Linked DNA regions of Mus musculus: region 2 is linked to region 1. The links are chromatin contacts, called in public promoter capture Hi-C maps. All regions are on one chromosome and are shown on one strand. The core of a region is the stretch at or near the end of the contact, and the rest is flanking DNA. Distances in the headings are between cores, read along the strand shown.

What was found. Promoter capture Hi-C pulls out the DNA fragments that hold promoters and counts their contacts.
Region 2: a promoter capture Hi-C map of the C10 cell line shows a contact between it and region 1. The contact joins two enhancer-like sites. A contact is called at or near these places in 3 of 39 promoter capture datasets (the C10 cell line, cranial neural crest and pre-B cells).

The regions. Positions count from the first base shown.
Region 1 is chr11:88,354,049-88,358,398 of GRCm38.p6, reverse strand. The region is part of intron 11 of Msi2 (musashi RNA-binding protein 2); the gene reads left to right. Among named protein-coding and RNA genes, the nearest start is that of Mir378b, 3.5 kb to the right of the region's middle. Within about 2 kb of position 1,323, at least 120 of the 459 cell types and tissues checked have an H3K27ac peak or open chromatin away from gene starts, as enhancers often do.
Region 2 is chr11:88,894,837-88,899,312 of GRCm38.p6, reverse strand. No RefSeq gene overlaps it. Among named protein-coding and RNA genes, the nearest start is that of Gm23507, 8.0 kb to the left of the region's middle. Within about 2 kb of position 1,517, at least 40 of the 459 cell types and tissues checked have an H3K27ac peak or open chromatin away from gene starts, as enhancers often do.

The DNA of each region.
Region 1 (4,350 bases), core at 74-2,573:
CAGGCTGTAGGTGACGGAGAGCTCGGCAGCCAAGCTCAGTACGTGAGGAGAGACCTGCCCCTGCCTTCAGAGATTGGGAACAGAAGACTGGCTACTAGGGAGTGCAATATAGACTTAAAGAGACTGGGCTACCTAGAAGCCAGCCAGGGTCACTATGTATATTGTGGGGCTGGGGACTGGTTCAAATTCTTCATAGCAGTAAACTGAGAAAGACAGAGCCACCTAAGAGAGATGACCTGGGCAGGGCCCCAGAGCAGACACAAGTCTCCATTTTACCTTCAGTGATAAGTTATCATCCACTCCCACCCTCAGGATGTCAGTTCTCACTCCGTTGCCCTCACGGCAGCCTCTGCCCTCGTCCTTTCTGCTGGTCCATCTCTCATTGCCCTTGTCTGGCTCGGACTAGTAGAAAGACAGCCACACCTAGTGACCGGAACGTCTCAAAATATACATCTGCTGGAAGTTTCCTTAAAGAGTAACAGGAGAGTATTAGAAACATTCCCCTACTTTATTAATACAATAATAACAATTCATCAGTAGTTGCTCACATTATGTGAGTCAAGTGCTGTGTGCGCCAAGCCCACACGCCATACCCCTACTTAATTCGGAAGCCATAAATGGGTGCCATCAGTCCCCTTCCCATTTTAGAGATTACAAACTGTGGCTCGGGGAAGAGATAGTAGCTTATCTGAGGTGGCAGTGACAGGATTTGAGCCTGTCCCATCAGCCTGTGTTCTGAGCCACTATCCACACATGCTCTGTTGTGCCAGTCTCTCTCCCGCGGTGGTTGAGCCAGACTGCAACTTTTAAACACTCGACAGAAAGGTGCAGCTGTTCCCACTCAATTCTTCCTATCCTTAGGGGAGGCGATAACCCAAAATCATTTACAAGTGGTCTCGAGAGGCACGCTGTGCATTTTTGCACCTGCTTCTGTTGTTGGGACTCCGCAGCATGGTTCTGCCTGGCTGATCTTTGGCTGACATTTTGATTTGATCCCTGCATCCATTCGGACCAGTGTCAGACAAAGGAGATCCAGAAGAGGTGTGGTCCATCAAGACGAAGCCAGGTTGAAGGGAATTCTTTGAAGGGAACTCTTAGTTAAAATACAGCTGAAGGAAGTTAGTCACTGTCCGAGGTGATAGATAAGGGAGGGATCTCTGGGTAGGCAGACTTCTCTAAGCAGGGGGGAGTCAGCATCCCTTTCTTTGCCTTGCACAAACAGCATCTGGAAAGTGGTTAGGAAACACTGCCCAGCCCTAGAGCAAGGAGGCCATTGGCTGCTCAGTTGCTGGGCTGGGCTGTGGGCCAATGGTGGAGAAGGGGGTGTGGCCACAGGCGCAGCCGGCTCCTTACCCAATCTTCTTTCAGGGAGGCTTGGGCACCAGGTACCATAGCAACTGCAAACAGGGGCTCATTTGTTTTGTAGATGAGTAATTACTACACAATTAAAGAAGGCTAAAAATAAATGGGCCCTTTGTTCCAGGCTACTTATTAATATTAATAAAGTGGTCTGTCCAGGTCCATGGCAAATAGTGAATCCCACACTTGCGCCCGGGTGTCTGAGGTAGAGACCGGTGTGTGAAGAAAGCAGGCCAGCCCTGCTTCGCTGCCAGCTTCCCTCTCTTTCTGGAAGCTATTTCTGGCTATGTCTTGGAGAGGGTGGGCTTCCTGGGTCTTGGAAAGTTCAGCCTTACAGATAGATACACACAGAACGGTGGGTACCCTGGAGAGTCAGGCAGAAAACTAATCCACCCCTCCCCCACCAGAGAACAGACCAGAAACACAGCAGAAACCACATGACATGGAAGAAACTCCTTGTCTCTTTATGCTCTCTTTGACCTCACATTGTCTTCTTTAATCCAGAAAAACACCCTTTAAACCTTCCACTGAGATTTCAGGGTCTTCCTCTGCCAGCCTCTTTTTCTGTTTGCCTGTCTTGGGGAATAAACTCACCATGACAGGCTAGGGGTCTTCACCATGACAGGCTAGGGGTCTCGTCGAGTTCATGACCTCCATCCCTTAGGTCTTGACCTTCAAGGTTCAAATAGCTAAGAGGATATTGAAACCACCAAGAGGTGCTCCCACCTCCTAGAGGAGGAGATGGCCTTGAGAGTGAGAAATAGCTTAGAAGATAAACCCGAGGGAGGATGGGCGGGGCATGGTTCCTGGCCGGCATCCACCTCTACTAAATGAGGATTTCAGACTTACAGTCCCCAGTAGGTCCCATCAGCCCGGCAGCTCTGTATTGCTGCGCCGTCCAAAGCTCCTGATCCTTCGTCCTAGGAGACATAAGCAGTGGAAATGACAGTGGCTTAAGGACATCGTGCGGAGAAAGCCAAGAGCATCCCAGTGGCAGGAAATCCCGTGGAGGTGTGGGGTGTGCCCTTGAAAACAGTCAGCCATCAAGTGCAGGGTGCATGGCGGTGTGGCAGGGCTCTGTTTACAGTAAGAATCACATTTTCAGTATATCAGATTTCCAGCCTTAAGTGTGCTTGGTGGGACCTTTCAGGCTTCTGTGGTTCTGTCTTTGTGAACAGGACTCATCAATAGCAGAAGACCTGGGGCTAGGGGAGACGGCTCAGTTGGTAAAGGGCGTGCTGTTGCAAGCAGGTGGACTTGAGTTCTGATTCCCGGTGCTCACATAACAGCAATGCTCAGCTGCATCCGTAATCCCAGCACTTAGGAGGTGGAGACAGGTGGATCCCTGGAGCTGATTGGTCAGCCTGCTTAACCAAATGGATGAGTTCCAAGTTCATCGAGAGACCCTGTCACAAATAAGGTGGAGAGCAATAAAGACACTTGACATGTACACCCCCCACACAAACACACACATACAGGACACACAAATTCAATAACAGAAGACCTGCTCATCGCTGCTAGTGAGCAAGTGAGCCAGCCTTACAGTTTGTTACAACTATGCTGCGTGCTGGAATCTCCCGGGTGTTTTTTCAACTTCCCTCACTGCCAGGCCATATTTCAAACCCATCAAATCAGAGCCTGGGCAAAGTCAGTGTATAGCCATAGCCTCACGTCCTGGTTAGTTGTGCAACTTTATACCATCCCTGACCATGGCAGGCACCCAGCATCCTCCAAAGGGAAGCAGGGGAAGTCACCAGCCTAGGTTTAGAGTCCCTATGGGCTTAGGGCTCTTCTGCCTACCAGGGCCAACAAGACCACCTTCAAGGACGACCTTAAGGGGTCCTTGTCTCTGTGGTGTGACTCTCCCATCTCCCTTGAGTCCAGGCTGAGATGAGGAGCAAAAAGTTTAGACAACTGTAAACAGGGAAGCAGCCATACGCCTAGACTGGCTGACAAATGGAAGCCTCTTGCTAAGGTCGGAGTTTGTTTGTTATTAAAGACCTAATTAGGAACATGAGAGGGAGCTGAATGGCTCCGCGCTTGGTTAATTAGTGACATGTATGCGCCCGCTTTGAACTTCAAGGACACAGAGCTATTAGTGCTTACATCAAAAATGGATTAAACTCCTGCGTCTTTACAATCATTAAAGACGGACTACTCAAGTGGAAAGCCTTCTGTACAGATCCTTGAGGGACTATGCCCTCAACACCCTCCTCACCCACCAGCCACCAGCCACACCCAGATGCTGGGTCCCCGGGTGCCAAGATGCTGTTAGAAGTGATTGGGCAGCAAGTGCCAATCGGCCATGAGGTGTCCCAGCTCCCCACAGGACCCAGCAGAGTGAGATGGACTTTGAGGGCTGGGTTAGTTCTCTGGGGCCCCCCACTGTGTCTGGGCCTTGATAGAAGTGACAGTCTCAGTAAGGGCTTGGCCAGTGGCCCACCCACTTACTGACTCCCAACACTGACTACATTTCTGTTCTTTGCCACAAAGTTCTTTGTTTTATGCCACAGTGGAAGGTTACCCCAGTCATCAGCAGAGATGAAGTCCCCTATGTCTTCATAGGCACCACCCAACCCCAAGGAGATCCCTGGCTAGTAACAGAGGTGTCTGCAACATCAAACTGTGATTCAAGGAGGGACAACTGAGTCGTGTCACGACTGATGTCACATTGTACTTTCAAGTTAGAACTGGAGACAGTCCTAAGACCCTGAGTTTGCTTATCTATTACACAGCGTAATGAAACCCATCTTAAAAGCTGTTGAGTGAGTGGCCCTCCTAGCCTGGCCCTCTCTTATCCCGTTAGCTCTCACCTATCTTGGCCCAGCCATGTGTGATAGTAGTACATCTCCTCCCTAGCCATTCCTACCAGGGATGTGCTGACCACTGACTCTTAGGTAGCTTTCGTCACTGCTGCTGGAATACAGTGCTAGACCATCTTCGTCACTGCTGCTGGAATACAGTGCTAGACCATCTTCTAAGTCTATATAG
Region 2 (4,476 bases), core at 268-2,767, 540 kb before region 1:
GCTCGTGCCTGTAATGCCAGCTCCAAGGTGGGTGAGGACAGGACACACCACTGGGGTTTACTGACTGGCTTCTTAGCCTAGCTGAGAAAACCCAAGCCCCAGGTCTAGGAAGAGACCTTGCTCAAAAGAATAGATGAGGATTGGTAGAGGAAAACCTGATACCCTTTTCTGGCCCCTACATGAACACAAACACTCAAACAGACACATAAACAGAAATAAGTAAGAAAACAAACAAATAGGTCTTCAAAAATGAAAGAAACTAGAATGATAGATAGCTGGCAGGGTCTGGGCGAGGGGGGATGGATTTTATGGCAGAATGACGGCTATAAAGTTTCCGTTTTATATGATGGAAAAAATAGCTACTGGTGATGCTACCATAATTTCATGAGTGTATTGAATATCACTGAACTATGAGCTTATATATGGTTAAGATGGCTGGGTATGGTAGTATATACCAGTCTTTAATCTTTGTGAGTCTCAGGCCAGCCTGGTCTGCATAAAGAGTTCCAGGCAAGCTAGGGTTACACAGTGTCCCTGTTTCAAAATAAAATAAAAACAAAAACAAGAAACAAAATAAAACAACAACAACAACAATAAACCCCAAAATGGCTAAAATAGTAAATTTTAGGTTTTGAATATTTTGTAATGAAAACAAAATGAAAGGCAGGTGTCTTGGGATATTCTTGTGGTCTCAGCTCTCGGGAGGCTGAGGCAGAAGGATTGGATTGCGAAAGCCAGCCAGGCTGCTTCCATCCTGTTTCAAAGAAAAGGGTGCGGAGAGGAGAGAGCAGGTAGCAAAAGGAAAGGGGAGGGAGAAATTTAAATTCATACTGCCGAGAAACTGTCATATGATTTTGATTCTCACAATATAACAAGTGTAATAAAGATTCAAAGAGGAGGATTGCAAATTCAAGGCTGGTAATTGGCTACACAGTGAATACAAAGGCAGTGTGACTGAATGAGACTCTGTCTGAAAAAAATAAACTAAAACAACAACAACAAACAGAAAGCAGGCGCTGGAGGTGTAGCTCAGTTAAGGGAGTAATTGTTCCCCACGTCCACCCTCAGAACTGCATTTATCAGCACGGTGCCACAAGCCTTTAATGCCAGCTCACAGGAGATGAAAATAGGGTGTCTGAAGTTCAAGGCCATCCTCAGCCGCCACAGGAGGAACTTGGTACAGCCTAGGCAAAATACCTGTTTTACAACAAAAACAAACCCCCCAAATCTAGCACTTACTTCCCTTCGCTGAAATGACTGACATCTAGCTATTTCCGCGTTTGCAATATAGTTTCTGAATTCCCGTATCTGCTGCCTGTGTTTTATGGGTCTGCAGGAGCCTGGAGGTCTAAATGTGTGTACAGAGAAGCCCTCGGGACTTGTATTCAAGGATGGGAGTGAGAGGGAAATGAACACTGACTCAAGCTTGGAAATTGCCAGCACAGGGCTGAAATCTGAGCTCCTGGAAACCTCGCCGCCCTCCCAGCTCCACAGACTGGCAAGGGGTTTGTGCTAAATTCCCGGGAACCTGCTTCCTGTCAGGTGTCTAGGAAGACACACCCAGTTCCTGGCCCTTCTGGGGCTTGAAAGTGAAAGGTTTTTGTCTGGATTTGAGGACAAACAACTCCGGAGAGGCTACGGAGCAGCAAAGGACCCTGGGGAAGAGGCAGTGTGTGAGTTAATTGCGAAGAACCGAGACCATCACCCCAAACTCTTTACCCATTTAGTTTCTTGAGCTCGAAGCAATCAATTTTGGTAAGAGAAAAGTGGAAAAGGGGGATGTGGCTCAGAGGCTCAGCAGATAAAGGAACGTTGCCAAGCCTGAAGACCTAAGTTTGATCCCTGGGACCCACACAATGGAAAGATAAAACCACCCCCCACAAATTGTCCTCTGACTTCCGCACAAACAACATAATGAATAAAATGTAATAAAAGGCTTAATTGACACATGAAACCAGCATATATTCAGTGCAGACACAATTGGGGAGGTGGGTGTTCAGACATGTAGTCCAGGCTAGCTTCAAACACAATGTGTAGCTGAACTGCCTCCCAAGTGCTGAATTACAGGGGTGAATCACCATGCCTGGCTACCAACAGTTTTATTTATTTATTTATTTATTTATTTATTTATTTATTTATTTATTTATCACCTATACATTGTATCACGAACAACACCATCAAATTAGTAAGCCATCAGTCAAATCAATAATAACCCTATCATCCCAACGGTATCTATCTGTGATACCTATATGTATGCATGTGGGTGGTGAAGCCCCTTAAATCTCTTGTCTCAGGATATGGAGGCACAAATCTCTAATCCCAGCTCTTGGGAAGCTGAGGCAGGAGTGAAAGACCCCATCATAAGGCTTAGCAAGCTAGCTGCAGTAACGCCATTTTGCAAGGCATGAAAAAGTACCAGAGCTGAGTTCTCAAAAGCTACAAGAAAGTTCAGTAAAAGATTAACAGTTAAAGATTAAGGCTGAATAATACTGGGACAGGGGCCAAATATCGGTGGTCAAGCACCTGGGCCCCGGCTCAGGGCCAAGAACAGATGGCTCTCAGACGTCAGTGTTAGCAGAACTAGCTTCACTGATTTAGAAAAATAGAGGTGCACAGTGCTCTGGCCACTCCTTGAACCTGTGTGTCTGTCAACGTTCTGACCAGGTGTGTGCCCATTGTTGAACCTTCATTAGACCCTTTCCTCGTACCCCTCCCATACCCATTTCTTGAGAATAGACATTGTTTAGAACTAAAAAGTCCCACCTCAGTTTCCCCAAATGACCGGGAAATACCCCAAGCCTTATTCGAACTAACCAACCAGCTCGCTTCTCGCTTCTGTAACCGCGCTTTTTGCTCCCCAGCCCCAGCCCTATAAAAAGGGTAAAAACTCCACACTCGGCGCGCCAGTCCTCCGATAGACTGAGTCGCCCGGGTACCCGTATTCCCAATAAAGCCTCTTGCTGCTTGCATCCGAATCGTGGTCTCGCTGGTCCTTGAGAGGGTCTCCTCAAATTGATTGACTTCCCACGTCGGGGGTCTTTCATTTGGAGGTCCCACCGAGATTTGGAGACCCCTGCCCAGGGACCACCGACCCCCCGCCGGGAGGTAAGCTGGCCAGCGGTCGTTCCGTGTCTGTCTCTGTCTTCGTGCGTGTTTGTGCCGGCATCCAATGTTTGCGCCTGCGTCTGTACTAGTTAGCTAACTAGATCTGTATCTGGCGGTTCCGCGGAAGAACTGACGAGTTCGTATTCCCGGCCGCAGCCCTGGGAGACGTCCCAGCGGCCTCGGGGGCCCGTTTTGTGGCCCATTCTGTATCAGTTAACCTACCCGAGTCGGACTTTTTGGAGCTCCGCCACTGTACGTGGCTTTGTTGGGGGACGAGAGACAGAGACACTTCCCGCCCCCGTCTGAATTTTTGCTTTCGGTTTTACGCCGAAGCCGCGCCGCGCGCCTGATTTGTTTGTTGTTCTTTTGTTCTTCGTTAGTCTTCTTCTGTCTTTAAGTGTTTTCGAGATCATGGGACAGACCGTAACTACCCCTCTGAGTCTAACCTTGCAGCACTGGGGAGATGTCCAGCGCATTGCATCCAATCAGTCTGTGGATGTCAGGAAGAGGCGCTGGGTTACCTTCTGTTCCGCCGAATGGCCAACTTTCAATGTGGGATGGCCTCAGGATGGTACTTTTAATTTAGGTATTATCTCTCAGGTCAAGTCTAGAGTGTTTTGTCCTGGTCCCCACGGACACCCGGATCAGGTCCCATATATCGTCACCTGGGAGGCACTTGCCTATGACCCCCCTCCGTGGGTCAAACCGTTTGTCTCTCCAAAACCCCCTCCTTCACCGACAGCTCCCGTCCTCCCGCCCGATCCTTCTGCGCAACCTCCGTCCCGATCTGCCCTTTACCCTGCCCTTACCCCCTCTATAAAGTCCAAACCTCCTAAGCCCCAGGTTCTCCCTGATAGCGGCGGACCCCTCATTGACCTTCTCACAGAGGACCCCCCGCCGTACAGAGCACAACCCTCCTCCTCTGCCAGGGAGAACGACGAAGAAGAGGCGGCCACCTCCGAGGTTTCCCCCCCTTCTCCCATGGTGTCTCGACTGCGGGGAAGGAGAGACCCTCCCGCAGTGGACTCCACCACCTCCCAGGCATTTCCACTCCGCATGGGGGGAGATGGCCAGCTTCAGTATTGGCCGTTTTCCTCTTCGGATTTATACAATTGGAAAAATAATAACCCTTCCTTTTCTGAAGATCCAGGTAAATTGACGGCCTTGATTGAGTCCGTCCTCATCACCCACCAGCCCACCTGGGACGACTGTCAGCAGTTGCTGGGGACCCTGCTGACCGGAGAAGAAAAGCAGCGGGTGCTCCTAGAGGCTAGAAAGGCAGTCCGGGGCAATGATGGACGCCCCACTCAGTTGCCTAATGAAGTCAATGCTGCTTTTCCCCTTGAACGCCCCGATTGGGATTACACCACT